Regions from separate parts of the Mus musculus genome. Here region 1 is linked to region 2. The links are chromatin contacts, called in public HiChIP or PLAC-seq maps. All regions are on one chromosome and are shown on one strand. Each heading gives the region's core, a stretch centred on a gene start, on an enhancer-like site or on the middle of the called end of the contact. The rest is flanking DNA. Distances are from core to core; before and after follow the strand shown.

Region 1 (5,325 bases), core at 48-2,547, 670 kb after region 2:
ATAAAAGACTGCCCATGAACGCAATTTATAATCATTGAAAGTGTAGACATGCAGTCAGAAACACAACCATGATTACTCAGAAAAAAAAAAAGTTCCTTTCTTGAAACTTTTAAACATAAATATGGAACTTTACATGCGTGCACATTATACAGCAACATGTTTTAAGAATAAGCATGCATCCTGTGAGTTTGATTGTACGTAAACTCGGTGAGAATGTATTTTTAAATAAAACAAGAGTTTTGTTCTTAGGAATTGATGCTTGGACGTTAGCATAGGGAACGCAAAACCCAATTCTGCAAAATCCCAAGTATCCCCAGGGCCAGCCTCTGCCAACAGCGTCAGGCAGGGGTAAAGCTTGCTCAGAGACAGTCTTCACACCTCAGGAGTCCAGGCCCCGTTTTAACCAATTACAGGCAGGCCTTTATTTTTGCTTGGATTGAGATATTTTGTTTTGTTTCTTACTGAAGTTTTCATTTGTTTGTTTGTTTTTGCTGCGGGTCAAACTCAGGGCCTTGGAGTTGAGAGGAAGAGAGACTACCTCGGCTTTACAAATGTCAGCCTCTCTCTACCATAGGAAGCATCTTTCCAAGCTTCCTAACTGAATGTTATTTACAATTCTGTTTTGATTACACACACTTTTTGTATTTCGGGGAAAAAAAAAAACAACATTTTCCTGTGCATGGTCTTAAGTCCTTTTCTAAAACAGAAGTTTAACACTACAACAAACAGCAGAAATAGATATTAGGGGGAAACACAGAAATGAAGGCAGACTCTCTCTAACGGAGAATATGGGTGAGGGAGTCCTTGGGGAAGCCAAGCTATGAAGAGTTACCTAAGATTATTCTTCCATTTCCTTAACCTCCCTTGGACTTTCCAACAATCCCTCCCACAGCAACCACACACAGAGAGGGACCAACCTGTGAGGGGTACACAGCCGGGGGCGGGGCGGGGGGGGAGTGGATTCAGGACACTGCTCTTTACCCAGTTTCTGCACGGGCAGTCAGTTAGCAGCACTCACTGTGAGGACCCTAGTGGCAGCCCAGGGTGGATCTCCCTAGGACTGCAGTTGAGCTCAGATTTGAGCCCTAATGTAGCTTTAAAGTGTCCAGTATTTAAGTTTGACTCATATTCTCCCAGGAAAACTTCCATGTTCCCTAAAACAACCTCCCCTGACCTGTGATAACCTGTCAGTAGATGTCCATAGAAAAACCGTCTGCCTGAAGGAGTCGTGTGGGCAGGGGCTTCAGACAGGCAGATTTGCACCCCAACCCAGCCAGCACAGTCAGTTATGGGTGGCTTTGTGCGCTTACGATAACAAAGTTAAGGGCTTGGCAGTGAGCTGAAGTAGCAAACAGTCAAACGAACCCATCTTCCATGCTAGAAAATGTCCTGGCCACTTCATAAACAGCCACACGTGTAGTTTTTGCTGGTTAACTGGACCCAGGGCTGTTGTCCCAGACAGAGTCAGATGATGAAGAGAAATACTAGAAATGCAAGCATACTGAGAGACCTAAGGGATTTACTGGGGGGGACACCACAGTGGATTTTATGGGCACATATTAATTATCCAGCACTAGGAGCCTTAAGCACCTCAGAACACGTTCCTTTAGCCACGCATAACCAGGAGAGTGGGGCTCTCTGATCAATCAGTGAGCAAGTGCCAAACACTCCAACAGGACCCGGAAGAAACCGTGAGGTCCGGTGATGTTCAGCTTAGCTTTCTAAAGGACCATGACAATAACTTTCCCAAAGAGGAAGGACTGTTGAAATGAAAACAGAGATAATAAGCCTTTAAGGACAGTAACTGATAAGGCCATGTCTCCCAAATAGCCCACTCTGCTGTGGTCACAGAAATCCCAGCCTCTGCCTGGCCTTGGAGGTTTTGACGTGCTGGGCTGGAGCGCTCCCTTCTGGCCACTGCCTTGAGTGACACCAAGTTCTGAGGCCAGAGTCTCTCGGGTGACTTATCTAAAATTATCATTTTAAAGGCTTATTATTTAAAAGGCTTATTATTTAGATAATGACTTATCTAAAATGTCACCTTTTTGCCCTAGATTTCCTGGATGTTTTGGATTAGGAATTTGTGTCAACGTGTTCTAAGGTATCTTCTACACCTGAGATTCTCTCTTCTGTCTCTTGTATTCTGTTGGTGATGCTTGCATCTGTAATTCCTGACCTCTTTCTTTAAAAAAAAAAGGGGGGGGAGGGGAATAGGAGGTAGCTATCAATCCATCAAAGACTATTTTTAACATCATTTGATACATATTATTTTTACATAGTTGAGATCATGCTATGCAGTAGCCATTTTCCATCTGCTTCCGGTTTCACTCCCTACCCCTGGCCCCTGTCAAACTGGCTTCCACTATCCCACTAGACTGGCAAGTGTAAAGCGTAGAAGGGTCAAGCCAGGATATTTGCTCACCAGCCCTGCCTGGGGAAGGAATTTTCCAGTAGCCACCACTCTTGCACCCACCAAGTGGGAAATTTCTAGGCCGTGAGAGCTCTTGCAACCCTGACATTGCTCAGCTCCAGGTCCCTTCAGCTTAATGATGGGTTCTCTGCTATTTGTCACCTACAAAGTAGGTCCCACTATGACATTGTTTGGAATACCCAGAGTGGTATATGTTCCTAATCATGACAAGATCAATGTGTATATTCATTTAAAATTATTCCACATGGGTTGTCAAATATAGTACTTTACAGATGGTGTTATCTTGGTTTGTTGTTGTTTTATTTTGTTTGAGACAAGGTCTGACAAAGCGATGGCCAAGGGTGACCTTAAACTCCTGATCTTCCTGCCTCTACTTCCTGAGTGCTGGAATTACAGCCTGTATCAGCATACAAGGGTTTAATGTGGTGCTGGAGATCAAACCTAGAGGCACTCTCCCACTGAGAGACACACAACCCCAGTGAACAAACTCGATCTTAAAAGACTGAATAATAATTCACATCATTTAGGTTTCCATATTTGCTAAAATATTACCTTGGTACAAACATCTTCATATCTAAATTAGTATCCACCCTGCAATGTACTTGTACAGGACTGTTTCCTACAAGTAACTAAAAATGAATGGGACATTTTCTGTTTCTTGGTACATATTGCCAAAAAATATCTAGTAAGAAAAGTCAGAAGAGTTTACAACCCCACCGGCAAGCTGGGAAAGCCGTCTCGCCATCTCCACACCCCTGTTTATATTATTGTTGCTGAGACAGTAAGAAGGGCACCCTGATGCTGCTGCTGCTGCTGTTTAATTTAGGTGTTTTGTCTTCAATGTTAGCGAGGCAGAACGTTTTTTCAGGTGTTTCCTCTTTGGTAAACTCTCCTGCCTCTTACTAGAGTTCTCACTAGCTCTCTTAGAGATTAAGGTTATCATCAAATCCTTAGGTACATAGACACTGGCTGTGGTGGCATTAAACAGAGGGGAATTGTTAAAAGCATAGCACGGGATTCTACGTGCTAGAAAATTAGAATCAAGAGAGCCTGACAATTGGCAAACAGCCAGGTTCCCACTCTAAAGCACCTTTACAATCTGGCACTGCTGGCCGCGCTGCCCTGACTCGGGTAACTGGCATCGCTGCCCCTCCCACCAGCCAAATGCACAGTAACCATCCTTACATCTTTGTCATCCCCTGTATCAACATGGAAAGGCATTAATGGGCGGGTAGAGTCGGTTTTCCAGCTCCTTTACCTGTGAAGAGTACACTATGTAGGTGTGACGTTGTATACTTTGAGAAAGGCCCGTGAGTTCCATAACCACTTTCCTGCTATGGATCTGTTAAATATCCGCCAAAGGCCAAGGTGGAAGAATCCGTGGGAAGTGAAGCCTAGTGGGACATGGCCTTGAAGGAAATATTGGGATGCCCCAGCCCTCTCCTCTCCCCACTTCCTGGCCTCCATGAAGTGAACAGCTTCCTCATTCTTTGGTTCCTGTCAGGCCCAAAAACAACCCAGGGGCAAATGACAAAGAACTGAACCCTCTGGTCAAAACAAACCTTTCTTCTATGTTGATTATCTCAGGTAATTTGTCACAGCGCTAGAAAGCTAACTCTTTTGAGTCCATCTGCTCCATGCTGTGAGGAAGCCCAAGATGGCCCATGGAGAGCAGGAGGCCCAGGCAACCTCCACAGGCCCCAGCCCCTGCTTCATTTGAAGGACTGTTAGCAAATGGAAGTGCTCTAAGCAGTTGGTTTGGCGCGCTCCGGCGCTCCGGGGCATCACGGTAGAGCTGAGATACTCCCTTAGGACTCAAGCCCTGGGTAGGAGCAGCTGGACACACCCCGCTACTGCCAGGAAGCAGGGAGGATGGATATTTCAGCTTCAGTGGAGAGAGGAGATCTGTCCTTCCTTGAGTGAGTCCCCATTGCAAGGAAAACCAACAGAAGCTGGAGTTCCGACACTAAAACAACAAAACAATCCAAAATTCCTGTCGCCAAAGTAACTAGTGACACTGTGAGATGGCCCCCCCACCCCGGAAAAGTGCCACACAAGAGAAGAGTCCCTAACAGCAGAGCGTCTCTCACAACCCAGCATTCTGTGCTTTGAAAGTAGAAAGTTAGAATAAGCTAGGACCCCCTTCCTGAACCACTCACCTACCTGCCAGGAGCAACCATAGATTAAAAAACCATAGATGTAAAGAAATGAAGAAGGAAAATTTCAATATTGTAAATTGCAAATTTACACATAACATACATTACATGTGTACACAAATAAACCAAAGACAGCAAAAATCCAAACACAGAAAACCTGTACAACCAGGACCCTGTATTCACAATATCCAAAAGTATGCTCACAGTCAGCTATTGGATGGATCACAGGGCCCCCAATGGAGGAGCTAGAGAAAGTACCCAAGGAGCTAAAGGGATCTGCAACCCTATAGGTAGAACAACATTATGAACTAACCAGTACCCCGGAGCTCTTGACTCTAGCTGCATATGTATCAAAAGATGGCCTAGTTGGCCATCACTGGAAAGAGAGGCCCATTGGTCAGGCAAACTTTATATGCCCCAGTACAGGGGAACACCAGGGCCAAAAAGGAGGAGTGGGTGGGTAGGGAAGTGGGGGGAGGGTATGGGGGACTTTGGGGATAGCATTGGAAATGTAATTGAGGAAAATACCTAATAAAACAATTAAATAAATAAATAAATAAATAAATAAATAAAAGCTAATGGTTCAACAATTTATCTAAAAAATATATACATGAAAGAATATATATATACATACATATATATGTATATATATATATATATATATATATATCCAACAAAAAAAATGAACATGGGTAACTCTTAAATATGCTACAGAGGTTCCCAGAGGACTGGACATTT
Region 2 (4,995 bases), core at 137-2,636:
TCTTCTCTCAGGAAGAGGGGGTATAATAGGGAGTGGTATTTAGGAGGAAATAATGGAGATTTCATTGTTATCTAGGGCATAAGGTGAATAAAAAAGAAAGTAATGCCCTTGATCTCCTTTTGTTGTCGAATTGCTCTGGCTAGGACTTCAAGTACTATATTGAAAAGGTAGGGAGAAGGTGGGCAGCCTTGTCTAGTCCCTGATTTTACTGGGATTGCTTTGACCCCCAGAGCTCATGTCTCTAGCTTCATATGTAGCAGAAGATGGCCTAGTCCGCCCTCATTGGGAAGAGAGGCCCCTTGGTCTTGCAAACATTACATGCCCCAGTACAGGGGAATGCCAGGGCCAAGAAGTGGGAGTGGGTGGGTAGGAGAGCAGGGCAGGGGGAGGGTATAGGAAACTTTTGGAATAGCATTTGAAATGTAAATAAAGAAAATATCTAATTTAAAAAAAAAGAAATTAATGGAAGAGAATGAAAGAAACTAAGATTGCCAATAGGATGCCATATCATGGTCTGCCTGGTTATCCAAGATTCCTAGTCACACTTCTCTCCTGATTTTTAATTTTATATTTGGCATTAAGATAACCATCAAAAATTTAAAGGTAATTTTGAAGGAACAACAGACGATTTGACATTAGCAATTCTTGGCACCCAGAACAAAATGAGTTAACTTGAATGTGAATAAAAAACTATTAATAATAGAAATGGTTAAACAAAGGCTTATGATTGGGAATTACAAAACTATATGTATAAGGTAAATTATAATGTTATGTGCAAAGTATGAGAAATAAAATGAAATAAAACACACATTAAGAAATGGGGATGCACATATTTAATACCAGAACAGAGGTAAAAGAAGCAGGAAAAGCATGACAGAAGGCACTCAGTTCTGTCCAGTTAGTCCCTGGCTCAGTCCAGCCTACAAAATGTGGAAAGGTCTCAAAAAGATATCCAGTCACCAGAATGTGAGACAACTGGTGTTTTATTACCAAAGCAAGTCATTTAACTGATCTTGAACTTTAACTCTATATTTAAATCAATTATTTTGTATATTTTACAAAACAGGTAATTACCTATTTGTATTGCAGGCATAAAACACTAAATTATTCCTGATAAACACTTCAAGTTTGACCCACAAATTGCTAAGATACCATCATATAAGAGAGTCCAACTATGTGGATTTAGGAACTTCTCAATATCAAGGTCAAGAATACGGCAAATGAGTAACTGTCCCAGTCAGTGTCTACCAAGCTGTCATGTGTTCTTGATCTTCACTAAACTTACCCGTGTTTTGTGACAGCTGCAGTGAGTTGAGTGTGCTTTCATGTCATATAGTGCTGCTCATTCAGTTCAGACAGCTGTAGAGCAAGGGCCCTAAAGACAAAACTTACTCATGCAATTAAATACTTGTGCTCTTCACAATACATAGGGAGAGAAACTGGTGACACTGGAGTGGATGTCACTCTCATTATATGTATGGTTCTTAAAAGCAAAATATATGTGCTTGAGAAAAATGCACCATAGTTAGGAGAGCTCTTCCGGTGGACCTGGTTTCAGTTACGGCACACATATGGAGGTTCATTATTAAGTGTGACTGTAGTCCCAAAGGATTCAACACTTTCTTCTGGCCTCCATACAAATTGCACATACATGGCCCATAGACATACAGACAGAAAAACATTCATGTATATAAAACAGAAGGTGAAATCTCAAAATATTTTGTAAAAAAGGCAAAGCCTCCTTAGTTACTGCTTTCCACAAATCACATTACCACAGTACATAGTAGGTATATTAGAGTTCTCAGGTTTCCAATGGATGCACACAGTGTTTGTAAACACTTCTGTCTCCCTTTGTATAAAGTTCCATAAACATGCACATATGTTATCATTTGTGGGAAATATACAGCTAAACTTCCTATTTTCTATCTTTGATAGTTTTCCTTCCTCAAAGAAACTAAAACAACTTCTCAACATTGAAGAAGAGTTAGAACTGTCAGTCAGACAAAAGTGGCAGGATGATAGAAAAGAAAATGAAAGTAACCCACCTGGTTTTGACTGCAACAAAAGTATGGGGGAAGGCACATGTCTTCTTCAGAACCAGCTACTTAAGAGGCAGTGAGAAATGAGATTTGACCATACAAAACCCAGAGAGGAGCCCTTTCTATATGTATAGGGCCTAAAAATTTATGAAGGACAGAAGGCCTGAAATTCACATGGCCTTTTGAAAGCTCTTCTTGTGAAAAATATAAATAATCTGTGGAGGCCAACATTGAACTGAGGCTGCCAGATTTAGAAAGTCAGTTAAGTGTGAGGTTTATATAAGTTAAATGAGAACTTGTGGAACAATGGTCACAATAATTTCATATTTTTACTGAGTACATTGGAATGCTTTACATTCCATACATTTAAACACTTAGATTGGCACTATTCCTAGGATTTACTCTAGAAGCCTATTTTGGCATTAGATAATGGTTAAAGCAAAGGCTTAATGGTTAAAATATTGAAAATATGTGACTGTGGAATGTTCATTCCTAAATGGGATGTCTTACATCCTACAGTCCAGGGACAGTGCAGAAACATTTATGAAGAGACAAGATGAATTTAAGGACTGGACATTGTGAAGGAGTGCAGTGCAACAGTGTTTTTGGGGAATAACTTAGCCATTGCACTCGTGAGCAAACTGTCACTGTGCTTATTTGTACCAGATTTGACCCATAACCATTTTTTCATGCAAAAGGAGGGGCCCAAGTGGCCTTATTCTTCAATGAAGACCCATGAGTAAGTAATGAATGCCGGGCAGATGTGATTTTCTTAAGCAGTGTAGCCCATATTCCAGAAAAGAATCAACAGTCATGAAATATCCACAATTAAACCCAGAAACAATAGAAAGAGCAGCAAATTCACAACAGGAAATTTTGAAGAAGAATATTTCACCTGGAAATAACGGAGGAAGAATAAAGCTAATGAGGGTGAAATACTCAAAATTCAGTACATACATGAATGAAAATATCAAATTAAAATAGTAAATGTGTGTTCTGAACAATGCCCAGTCCCATATATGCAATTTACATTTGGTAACTTATTCTAATGTTATGTAGAAAGTACTGTTTGCTGACTCCAATATTCCTAACCCTACAGTCAACACACTGTTACCAATACATGTAGTCAAACTGCAATTTGGATCTTTCTTTAAAAGGATTCAGCAGCAATAATGATAGAAGTTGATTGCCAGAGTAGCAGGCTAGTAGACTGGATATGTTCTAATCATAGGACCCCTTAAAATATACATTTAGACCAAAAGAAAGATAAATCAAAAGAACTCATGACATAAACGGTACTTGATGTTAGAGGAGTCTCCAATACCAGGATAAAGGAGCCATGATGAAAAAAAAAGTATAAGAAGAATAATAAAAGATAAATTAATAGATATGTAGATAGATAAAGCTAGGAATCTAGATAGATGGTAGATAGATAGATAGATAGATAGATAGATAGATAGATAGTGCCTAATAGCCATTTAGTTTAGAATTTAAGATAACCTGAACAGTGATCCCTACTATGCCATTCCTACATATGTAGGGTAGCAGGCATAAGAATTGATGAACTCTTAGAATACCCAAGATACAATTCACAGACCACATGAAGCTCAAGAAGAAGGAAGACCAAAGAATGGATACTTTGGTCCTTCTTAAAAGGGGGAACAAAATACTCATGGGAGGTGTTACAGAGTCAAAGTGTGGAGCAGAGACTGAAGGAATGACCAGCCAGAGACTTCCCCACCTGGGGATCCATATCATATACCATCACCAAACCCAGACACTATTATGGATGCCAACGAGTACTTGCTGACAAAAACCTGATATAGTTGTCTACTGAGATGCTCTGCCAGTGCCAGACAAATACAGACGTGGATGCCCTCAGCCAACCATTGGACTAGCACAGGGTCCCCAATGGAGGAGCTAGAGAAAGGACCCAAGGAGCTGAAAGGATTTGCAGCCCCATAGGAGGAACAAGAGCATGAACCAACCAGTAAGCTGAGAGTTCCCAGGGACTATACTACCAACCAAAGAGTACACATGGAGGGACCCATGGCTCCAGCCACATATGTAAGAGAGGATGGCCTTGTTGGTCATCAATGGGAGGAGAAGCCCTTGGTCCTGTGAAAGCACTATGCCTCAGTGTAGGGAAATGCCAAGACCAGTAAGGGAGTTTGGGTGGGTTAGTGAGCAGGGTGAGGCAGGGAGGGGATAGGGTTTTTTGGAAGGGGAAACCGGGAAAGGGTATAACATTCAAAATGTACATAAAGAAAATATCTAATAAAAATTGATGAACTGCTAAATTAATGTTTACTCAAGATAATTGATGAACTACATGCTCTTATGATATTCATAGACTTATAAGGATATAATCTTCTCAGCAAGCTCATGGCCGAGATGTTGCTGACATCCTAGGCATGAGCATCAGTATATTACCGTGTTTTGTTCCCGTCACCATCACCTGCCTACTCAAGATAGAAAGCAGTTTATACCAGTTGCTCACGTAATAGAAAGGCCACCTTCCCATTGGTTGTAACTATACCAATTGCAACTGTGAAGACACAGAATTATCCCTACACTTTAATTTTGGATATAAATTTGCGTTGGTATATGCAAACTTCCATTCTTTACACTGGATATGAATTAACAGAATTAAATGTTTTTAAAGGACAATATTTTGTGCTCTAGTGTAAACAATATGCTAAGTAATCTCATCAATATTCTCATTAAGAAACTTATTGAGTACCTATTTTGAAGATATGCCAGGTAAAGGCAGTGTTATTGGCCACATAAAATTGGTAGAGATCTCCAAACATCTTAAAGCTGTCTGTTTAGGAATTAGTGTATAAAAGCTTGCATAGTGTGGCTGTGCTTAGGTAGATAGCCATTTCTGTTGTTTACCAAGGAAATTCTTGAAGTGATGTATTTAGCTTTTACTTCACTGTGACAAATGTAAGGA

What was found. HiChIP or PLAC-seq counts read pairs in DNA pulled down with a chosen protein or histone mark.
Region 1: a contact with region 2 is called in an H3K27ac HiChIP or PLAC-seq map of large pre-B cells, with 5 times the contacts expected there. The contact joins two enhancer-like sites. A contact is called at or near these places in 1 of 15 datasets of contacts at CTCF or cohesin (large pre-B cells) and 2 of 115 datasets of contacts at active chromatin or transcription factors (the 230-238 cell line and large pre-B cells).

The regions. Positions count from the first base shown.
Region 1 is chr6:70,750,759-70,756,083 of GRCm38.p6, forward strand. It overlaps Gm30211 (a long non-coding RNA gene), which reads left to right. Exons shown (of 7, transcript XR_001785278.2): 7 at 1-932. Among named protein-coding and RNA genes, the nearest start is that of Gm30211, 24 kb to the left of the region's middle. Within about 2 kb of position 1,298, at least 15 of the 459 cell types and tissues checked have an H3K27ac peak or open chromatin away from gene starts, as enhancers often do.
Region 2 is chr6:70,077,490-70,082,484 of GRCm38.p6, forward strand. It overlaps Igk. Among named protein-coding and RNA genes, the nearest start is that of Gm46962, 140 kb to the right of the region's middle. Within about 2 kb of position 1,387, at least 5 of the 459 cell types and tissues checked have an H3K27ac peak or open chromatin away from gene starts, as enhancers often do.